Linked DNA regions of Rattus norvegicus: region 2 is linked to region 1. The links are chromatin contacts, called in public Hi-C maps. All regions are on one chromosome and are shown on one strand. The core of a region is the stretch at or near the end of the contact, and the rest is flanking DNA. Distances in the headings are between cores, read along the strand shown. Region 1 has its middle 45 kb from the start of Lrrc74a. Region 2 overlaps Pomt2 (protein-O-mannosyltransferase 2).

What was found. Hi-C and Micro-C count contacts between places; a contact is called where the count stands out from the background.
Region 2: a Hi-C map of frontal cortex shows a contact between it and region 1, with 2.0 times the contacts expected there. The contact joins two enhancer-like sites. A contact is called at or near these places in 3 of 12 Hi-C or Micro-C datasets (Schwann cells, frontal cortex and mammary epithelial cells) and 1 of 1 datasets of contacts at active chromatin or transcription factors (oligodendrocytes).

The regions. Positions count from the first base shown.
Region 1 is chr6:112,160,771-112,164,654 of GRCr8, reverse strand. No RefSeq gene overlaps it. Among named protein-coding and RNA genes, the nearest start is that of Lrrc74a, 45 kb to the right of the region's middle. Within about 2 kb of position 1,739, at least 48 of the 93 cell types and tissues checked have an H3K27ac peak or open chromatin away from gene starts, as enhancers often do. A contact at or near this core is called in Schwann cells, where this site is marked.
Region 2 is chr6:112,516,173-112,520,056 of GRCr8, reverse strand. It overlaps Pomt2 (protein-O-mannosyltransferase 2), which reads left to right. Exons shown (of 21, transcript NM_001047114.2): 2 at 987-1,071; 3 at 2,667-2,771. Among named protein-coding and RNA genes, the nearest start is that of Gstz1, 7.5 kb to the left of the region's middle. Within about 2 kb of position 2,261, at least 27 of the 93 cell types and tissues checked have an H3K27ac peak or open chromatin away from gene starts, as enhancers often do. A contact at or near this core is called in Schwann cells, where this site is marked.

The DNA of each region.
Region 1 (3,884 bases), core at 490-2,989:
CGCTCTTTAAAAATATTTATTTATGTGAGGGAGGGGCCATGGTGATCTGTGGAGGTCAGAGGACAGTTTGTAGGAGTCTGTTCTCTCTCTCTGATATGTGGGTTCTTGGGGTTAAGTGCAGATTGTCAGGCTTGGCTGTGAGTGTCCCTAACTGCTCAGCCACCCATCCTGCACTTGACATTCCTTAAGCAGGTGGGGTAGCACATACCATTAATCCCTTTTCCATTCCGTTTCTATAGCCTCACCCCCAAACAGCTCTGCGGAGAATAAAAGACGGAGACAGGCACATAGTCAGAAAACCAGACCACCCAATTGGGGGCCTTCTAGAATCCAGAGATATGGGCAGATGTCTTGTGCTGCCCGGCAAGGGTTTAATCAGCCCCGATTAGCTCAGGTAAAGCTGCCAGAGGAAGTTAGAGCTGGGGCAAGGGTAGAGAGATGAGAAAAGAGCTCAGGGCTGTGTCAGGAGCCCAGGGAAAAATCTCCAGGACTTGGGGTGGACCAGAAGCTCAACATCCTTGCCTGGACTTTTTCCCCCCTTTGTCTGTTACCTCCTGTCTTTTTAGCCTCTACTTTAGTGGCTAAAAATGTTAGAACTCTTACAGTATGGAATCTGAATGAGTCTTGCGTATTTGTTTGTTTTTGAGACAAGGGCTTTGTAGCCAAGGCTGACCTCAAATTGAAGATTGTCTTGCTGCAAGCCCGCTAAGCTCCAGGTGTATCTGGCTCAGAATCAGCCTTACAAGGTTTCAAAGGTCAAAGGCCAGAGTTCATACAGCCAGTAGAGTCCATTCCCTCAGCTTGTTGAGCTTCTAGGAATTGCCAGCACTCTTCTGTTTGTAGTCCTCCTTCCGTTTCAGAGTGCGCAGTTCAGTCTCCGTGTCTGTCCTTGTCCTGTGTCCTTCCACCGTTGTCCTGTCTTCCCTGTCTAAGAACTCTTGTGATTAGGGCTCATCTGGATTGCAGAGCAATCTTCTCATGGAAAAAAAAAAATCCTTAACTTTGTCACACAAGTGAGTCCCCTTTGCCATTGATAATAGGTAACACAGCGAATATGTAAGGGATTGACATATGCTCATCTTTGGGGGCCACTGTTTGGTCTTGTCACCTTCAGCCATTCCTTTGTGCTGGAGACAAACTCTCCAATCTGTACAGATGGCTGTGGAACAGCCAAACTCTCCTGAAGCGTAGGAGTATAGTGTGGTGGGGATGGAGAAGCACTTTGGGCTATCTTGGGGTAAGTAGATGGAGCAAGATTGTCCTGCAGGGTTTAGAGGTGAGTCCTTGTCTCCAGTGTCCCTTTGTAACCCAGTCTCTCGAGCATTTCTGTGCCTCCATTTTTAGCTATATAAAGATCCCTGTGGTAAGCCTCGCCTCCCAGGATCCCAGTTTCTTCAGCCATGCTTGGAGGATCCTGGAAGGCTGTTCAGGGTCTAGAGCTAAGGCAAGAAGCTAGAGGCCCCTGAGGGTCAGTACTGATAACTTGAAGCCTGGCTCTGTAAACAAGGCTTTGCTTGGCTCCCTCTGTGTTCTCCTGAGGGGACGAGAGGGAATGGAGAGTTCCCCATGTCTGCCACAATTGCGGACTTACTAGAGTGCTGGGCGAAGGTAGTCCAGAGCCCGGAGGAAAAGGATCCATTGTCCACTATGTGGTCATGACACAATGGGGTTCTGTGCTTATTCCTGGAACTGAGTCATCCTCTGTAGATCCTAAGAGTTTGCCCAGGAAGAGAGGGCTGGAAACAGTCACGTGAGCAGTCTCTGAAAGCAAGAGAAGAATCAGCATTTGTTAAGTGTCTACCCAGTATGAGAGTTTGGTCATTTCCCTGGTTACATCAAGAAAACAGGCATTTATCTTTGTGGGAGACAGGAGCTCAGGATCCTAGGAATGTTCTGAGGTTCCACTTGGAGTTGGGGGTCTGCTTGATGTTTCCAGAAGATGGCTTCAGGCTATCTCCCCCAAATACTAGCAGACACGACTGGCCAGGGCTTGTGCAGGGCTTGTCCAATGCTTTTCTGATCCTTCTTTCTTAGCAGTGCTGTGGGTCTGCTGGATAGCTGTGTGACCCGATTTAAACTACAAGCCAGGAGTGTACAGATCACTCATGCTCCTAGGTGACACGTGTGAACTTATATGGCAAAAGCAGCAGTCACTTGGGTAGTTTGGGGAACGTTTTCTCGCTGCCTTTCCTTTGCCTTTGTATGAGCATGAGCATGTAGAGGTCTGACGTCAACATAAGCTATTGTCCTCAACCACCGTCCTTCTTTTTTATTCTTTAGAGTAGTGGGGGGTGGGGGAGAAGAGATGGCTTAGCTCAGTGGTTGAGAGCACTGACTGCTCTTCCAGAGGTCCTGAGTTCAATTCCCAGCAACCACATGGTGGCTCACAACCATCTGTGATGGGATGCGATGCCCTCTTCTGGCGTGCAGGTGTATAAGCAGATAGAGCACTCATAAAACAAGTAACTATACATTAAATACATGTCTTTAAACGTGTGTGTGTGTGTGTGTGTGTGTGTGTGTGTGTGTGTGTGTCCCAAGGTACAGGTGAAGTCAGAAGACAATTTTATGCCTTGTTGAGGCAGGGTCTTCCTTATTTCTACCATACTATGTACTGTAGGCTAGCTGGCCTAAGGGCTTCTGGGTGATTCTCCTGTCCTGTCATAGGAATGCTGGGACTACAGATTTGTGATACTGCGTCTGGTTTTTGTTTGTTTTGTTGTTATTTTGTTTTAAATGTGGGAATGGACTTGGGGAATGGACTTCGGTTTTGTGGGGTTAGCCTTTAACAGCTGAGCCATCTCACCGACCATTTATTTATTTATTTATTTATTTATTTATTTATTTATTTATGAAACAGGGTCTCTCTTATGTAGCCCTGGCTGTCCTTATTTATTTATTTATTTATTTATTTATTTATTTATTTATTTATGAAACAGGGTCTCTCTTATGTAGCCCTGGCTGTCCTGAAACTTGCTCTGTAGACCAGGCTAGCCTTGAACCCAGTGACCTGCCTGCTTCTGCCTCCTAAGGGATGGAAGGCATGTGCCACCACGTCTGTCTTAAGTTGTTGTTATTGTTGTTGCTTTTGAAACATGGTCACAGTATGTATTCCTCACTTGCTATGTAAACCAGGCTGCCTTTGAACTCACAGAGACCTGCCTGCCTCTGCCTCCAGAGTGCTGGGATTAAAACCACAGTTTAGTGGATTTATTTATTTATGTGTATGTAGCTGCACATGTCTCACAGAGCTTTCGTGAAGATCAGAACACCCACTGTGGCTGGGCCTGAGGGGTGACACATGCACATGATCCCGGGACATGGATGATGTATATGTACACAACTGCACAAGCACCACATACATGCACACCGCAATCATGTGTACTTAACACATGTGTAAAATTTGGTGCACTCAATATAAAAGGCTCCAGTGCTTAGGAACAAATCAGAGATGAGAAGGAGGAGTCCCTGTTCTTACCTTCCTCATCTGCTGTCATCAACAGCCCCTGACTTCATCTGTCTGTCTGTCTGTCTGTCTTGACTTCACACGGTGCTGCGTGGCCAGCAGTGAGTGCTGTGGGAGAACTGTGAACTGCAGCACGGTGCCCTGAACCTTGAGATCAGCAGTAATGCTTACTGGCCATTGCCACCAGACTAGGCTTAGAATCACCATGGAGACATACCTCTCCCTGGATGTGTCTGAGAGGAGTAGTTGGGGCAAAGACTCACCCTGAATATAGTAGTATCATCATCCCTTCATGTGAGGAAAAGTGGAGCAAGCCAGCTGAGCGCAGCATTTACGGCTGTGCTTTCTGAGTGTGGATGCTTGAGCTTCTGACATCACGCCTTACCCACCGTAAGGGGCTGTTGCCTCAGGGAGAGCC
Region 2 (3,884 bases), core at 1,012-3,511, 350 kb before region 1:
TTTCATGTCACAACATTAGTAGCTGAAAGAGCTGTGGGCAGCTCTCTTTCTGAGGCCTTTTTTGCTTACTCTACTCTGAATTCTCTCTTCAACAACACCATGTTACTGTTTCTATCTCGTTATGTCCTTGGCTAATGCAGTAGCTTTAGTCTCCTGCCCATCTACTGGGCCCAGTGAATTCAAAATAATAAATAAGACCTAAATATTCTTTGGGAAACCATGAATAGGTGATGAAGTGATGACTGTTGTGGAGGCTGACCTGGGCATAGTCACTGAAAAGCAACCCTTCTTTTGAGTTACAGAAATGAAATATTAAACAGCCCAGCTCTGCAGTGGTGTGGCTGCCTTATAAACCCCGTGTGCACGAAAAAGCTGATGTGGTTGTATGGCAGAACAGGACCTCACATTGGGTGGGAAAGTTAAGTGCTAGATTCTCATATGTACTTGGAAAATGACATGGGATAGGCATAGGGTTTAGCAATGCTCTTAGGAAATTCAGCTTTTGTAGACAGCTGATCATCATAACAGGTCAGCCAGATCAGAGTCAGTCGGTTGATGGGCAGCACCTGACTCTGCTGTGACAATCTTACACTAAGGACTCTAACCACTAGCCTGGCAGTATAGCAGTGTGCATTCTAAGAACAAGGGTCTCAGAGTGAGACATAACCAGACTGGGAAGAAATTGCTCTACAAAACCTTTTCATGGTTCAGGAAAGCACAGCTGCTTTCAAATAAATTTAAAAGAACTCAAGATACAAAAGAAGAATATATTTAACTTACTATATGGCAACTGGTAGGTAAATATTGGTTAACCTTTATCTTTATTGAAATCTAGGCTGATGGCCAGCTTAAAGCTTTTCCTCAAACTACTATGTCAAAAGCTTTTGTCTTTAAGCCAACTTGAATATTACATGCATGAAACTCATGACCTTTGATTTTAATTGTAACTTTAACTGTGGTTTTTTAAAACTTTGTTTTTCCTTTAGTTGGGATGAGACTCACTTTGGAAAAATGGGAAGTTACTACATTAACCGCACCTTTTTCTTCGATGTGCACCCACCACTGGGAAAGGTAAGCAGTGTGGTGATTTACACACTTATGTGGGCAGATGACTTCTAAGAACTGGAACCACGTGTTTGGTTTGGACTTACTTTGTAGACTTCAGAATTTCCTCAGATTTCTACTTGGATAGAAAACCTTTGTGTTTTTAGGGATTCTCTGGGCTCAGAAATGGAGAAGAGCACCCGTCAACTGATGGATGGATACACAAACGTGCTCCATTTGTACAGCAGTATAGTGTTCAACCATACAGAATGATACCAGGCGTTTCCTTCTCAGGATGATGCAGTGTTCTGGAATGATATAGTAGTGATAATTATACAATCTTGTAGGTATATTTAAAACCACTGTTAAGATCATTATGTTATGCAACTTTTTCTCAATTTTATTAAAAAATAGAAGTATAATATACTACATAAAGGAAATATGCCCTAGAGAAACTTAAACTATAAAAATTAAATTTTTCGGGCTGGAGAGATGGCTCAGTGGTTAAGAGCACTGACTGCTCTTCCAGAGGTCCTGAGTTCTATTCCCAGCAACCACATGGTGGCTCACAACCATCTGTAATGGGGTACAATACCCTCTTCTGGTGTGTCTGAAGGGATCAACAGTGTACTCACATACATTAAATAAATAAATCTTTTTAAAAAAATTAAATGTTTCCTTTTCTTAAAACCCAGTATACATATTGACCTGTTCTAACATTTTATAGTTAGAAATTCTACCAAATAGTTTATTTTACTCTTTTAACAACTTCTGAGAAGACAAATGGATCCACAAAAGCCTTTCTTCCTAACCAAAGACTCAGTTCTGAGGTTCTTCAATCTTGGGGTAAAGGCTAGGTGGATGATTGGCTGGGGCATTGAGGCTAGCTGGCCCAAGGAAGCATGAGCACCTAGAGGGGACAGGGGACAAAATTGCTACAGGGAGGAGGTATAGGTTCTGAGCCTAAGAAAGGCCAGGAAACCCATGCTTCTTCCTAGCTGCATATTAACAACAGAGACAAGCAGTTGTGTCTGGATGTGTGAATCTCAGAGCAGCTAGATAAAACAGTTACTATAGAAACTCTGTGCTGCCTAAGGGGACACTGGTCGCTCCTCTCCCCTTCCCTTCCCCCACCTCTTCCTCTCTGTTTCTTCATTCTCTTTCTGATCTCAGTCCCTATTCCTCATGTTTAGCTCTTTGGCCACTTTCCTCCCTCTTTGTGATTAGGAGCCCCATTTCCTTTTAGTAGAAGGCCAGTCTCCAGGAGTCAGTCTGCTCAGGCCCTTTCCTGAGAAAGCTGCCATGTTTCATTTCATAACAAAAGAAAGAAAAAAAGAAGGATGCGTGTGCGAGCCCCTCACTGCACTGACCTGGCCCTTCAAATTATGGAGTGTTTTCCTCCCTTTCTTACACTAGTCCCAAGAATCTAGCTGTGGCACAAGAGAGGGTTTGTTTCAAGCTCTTTCGACAAAAGATCGTTTCCTGGGCGGCAGCTGCAGAACAACATGTCGCCTTGTACTGATGTGGCCAGTTGTCAAGGGAAACTGAAGGCTGCACATACAGCTGCAGAAGAGGCTTTTGATGTAAACATATCATCTTTTCATTACTTCCTCTCTCCTCAGATGCTGATTGGCCTTGCTGGCTACCTGAGTGGATATGATGGTACCTTTTTGTTCCAGAAGCCTGGGGACCGATACGAGCACCACAGCTACATGGGGATGAGAGGGGTAAGGCTTCCCGATTTATACAGACTGGCTAATCCCTGGGACCACGCCGCTCAGAGTAGATGAAGGGGCAGATGAATGCTTGAACCCACCCCTTAAATAGAAATCTGGAAGAGAGCTGGGAAGGAAGGAAAGAAAGGGAGGCCACAGAGAGCTGTGCACACTGCAGCCGTCATCCCATGCTTGGGTGTACACCTCTGCCAGCTTTTCCTTCAGATGTCGGCATCTCCACACTGTCTCCAGATTCTTATTTCCTCCCTTATAAAGGGAGTAGGAATCTCTCTCCCAGGGAGGCTGCATGCCTATTCCAGTCCCTCGTGCCCTGATTCCCAGCATCAGCTTAATGGGACATGGCAGGAGCTAAGCACTCAAGCCTGGGAACAATCTAATGAGACCTGTGAGGCTGGCTGCCAGCCTGGGGTCAGAGCACGTTGTTTTCACAAGTCGGATTGCTCTGTGCTAATCTTAGGGTTCTCTGGGCTCAGAAATGGAGAAGAGCACCCATCAACTGATGGATGGATACACAAACGTGCTCCATCTGTACAGGTATAGTGTTCAACCATACAGAATGACACCAGGGGCGTTCCCTTCCAATCCTTCCTGCCATAGTAAACAGGGAGTATCCTGCCTCTCAGTCCAGACTCCCAAGTGATCTTTGTCTTTTGAGAAAGGGCCTCACTGTGTAATTCGAGCCGTCCTGAAGCACACCGTGTAGAGCAGGCTGGCCTCAAACTCAGAGATCTACCTGCCCCTGTGTCTCAAGGGCTGGGATTAAAGGCGTGTTCTACCACACCCAGATTTCTCAAGCAATTCTTTTCTTCCTAATGACCCTTGAACAGCACAGAGTGTATATAGTGCTCACCATGGACTTGTGGAAATTGAAAAGGACAAATAGTTGGATCCATTCTCTTCACTCCTTAACTTCCTGTTTCCAAAAATGATGGCCCAAAAGGAAGAATGTCTCATTACCCTGGACTTGTCTGTTTACTACTGATGGCAGACAAAGTTGATGGTTTAAAAAAACCTCAAAATTTCCAAATCCTCCAGCTCTTTAAGTGTCAAACAGTCAACCTTCCCAAAACAAAGTGAATCCTGGGGGAACCAGGAAGGACCCTG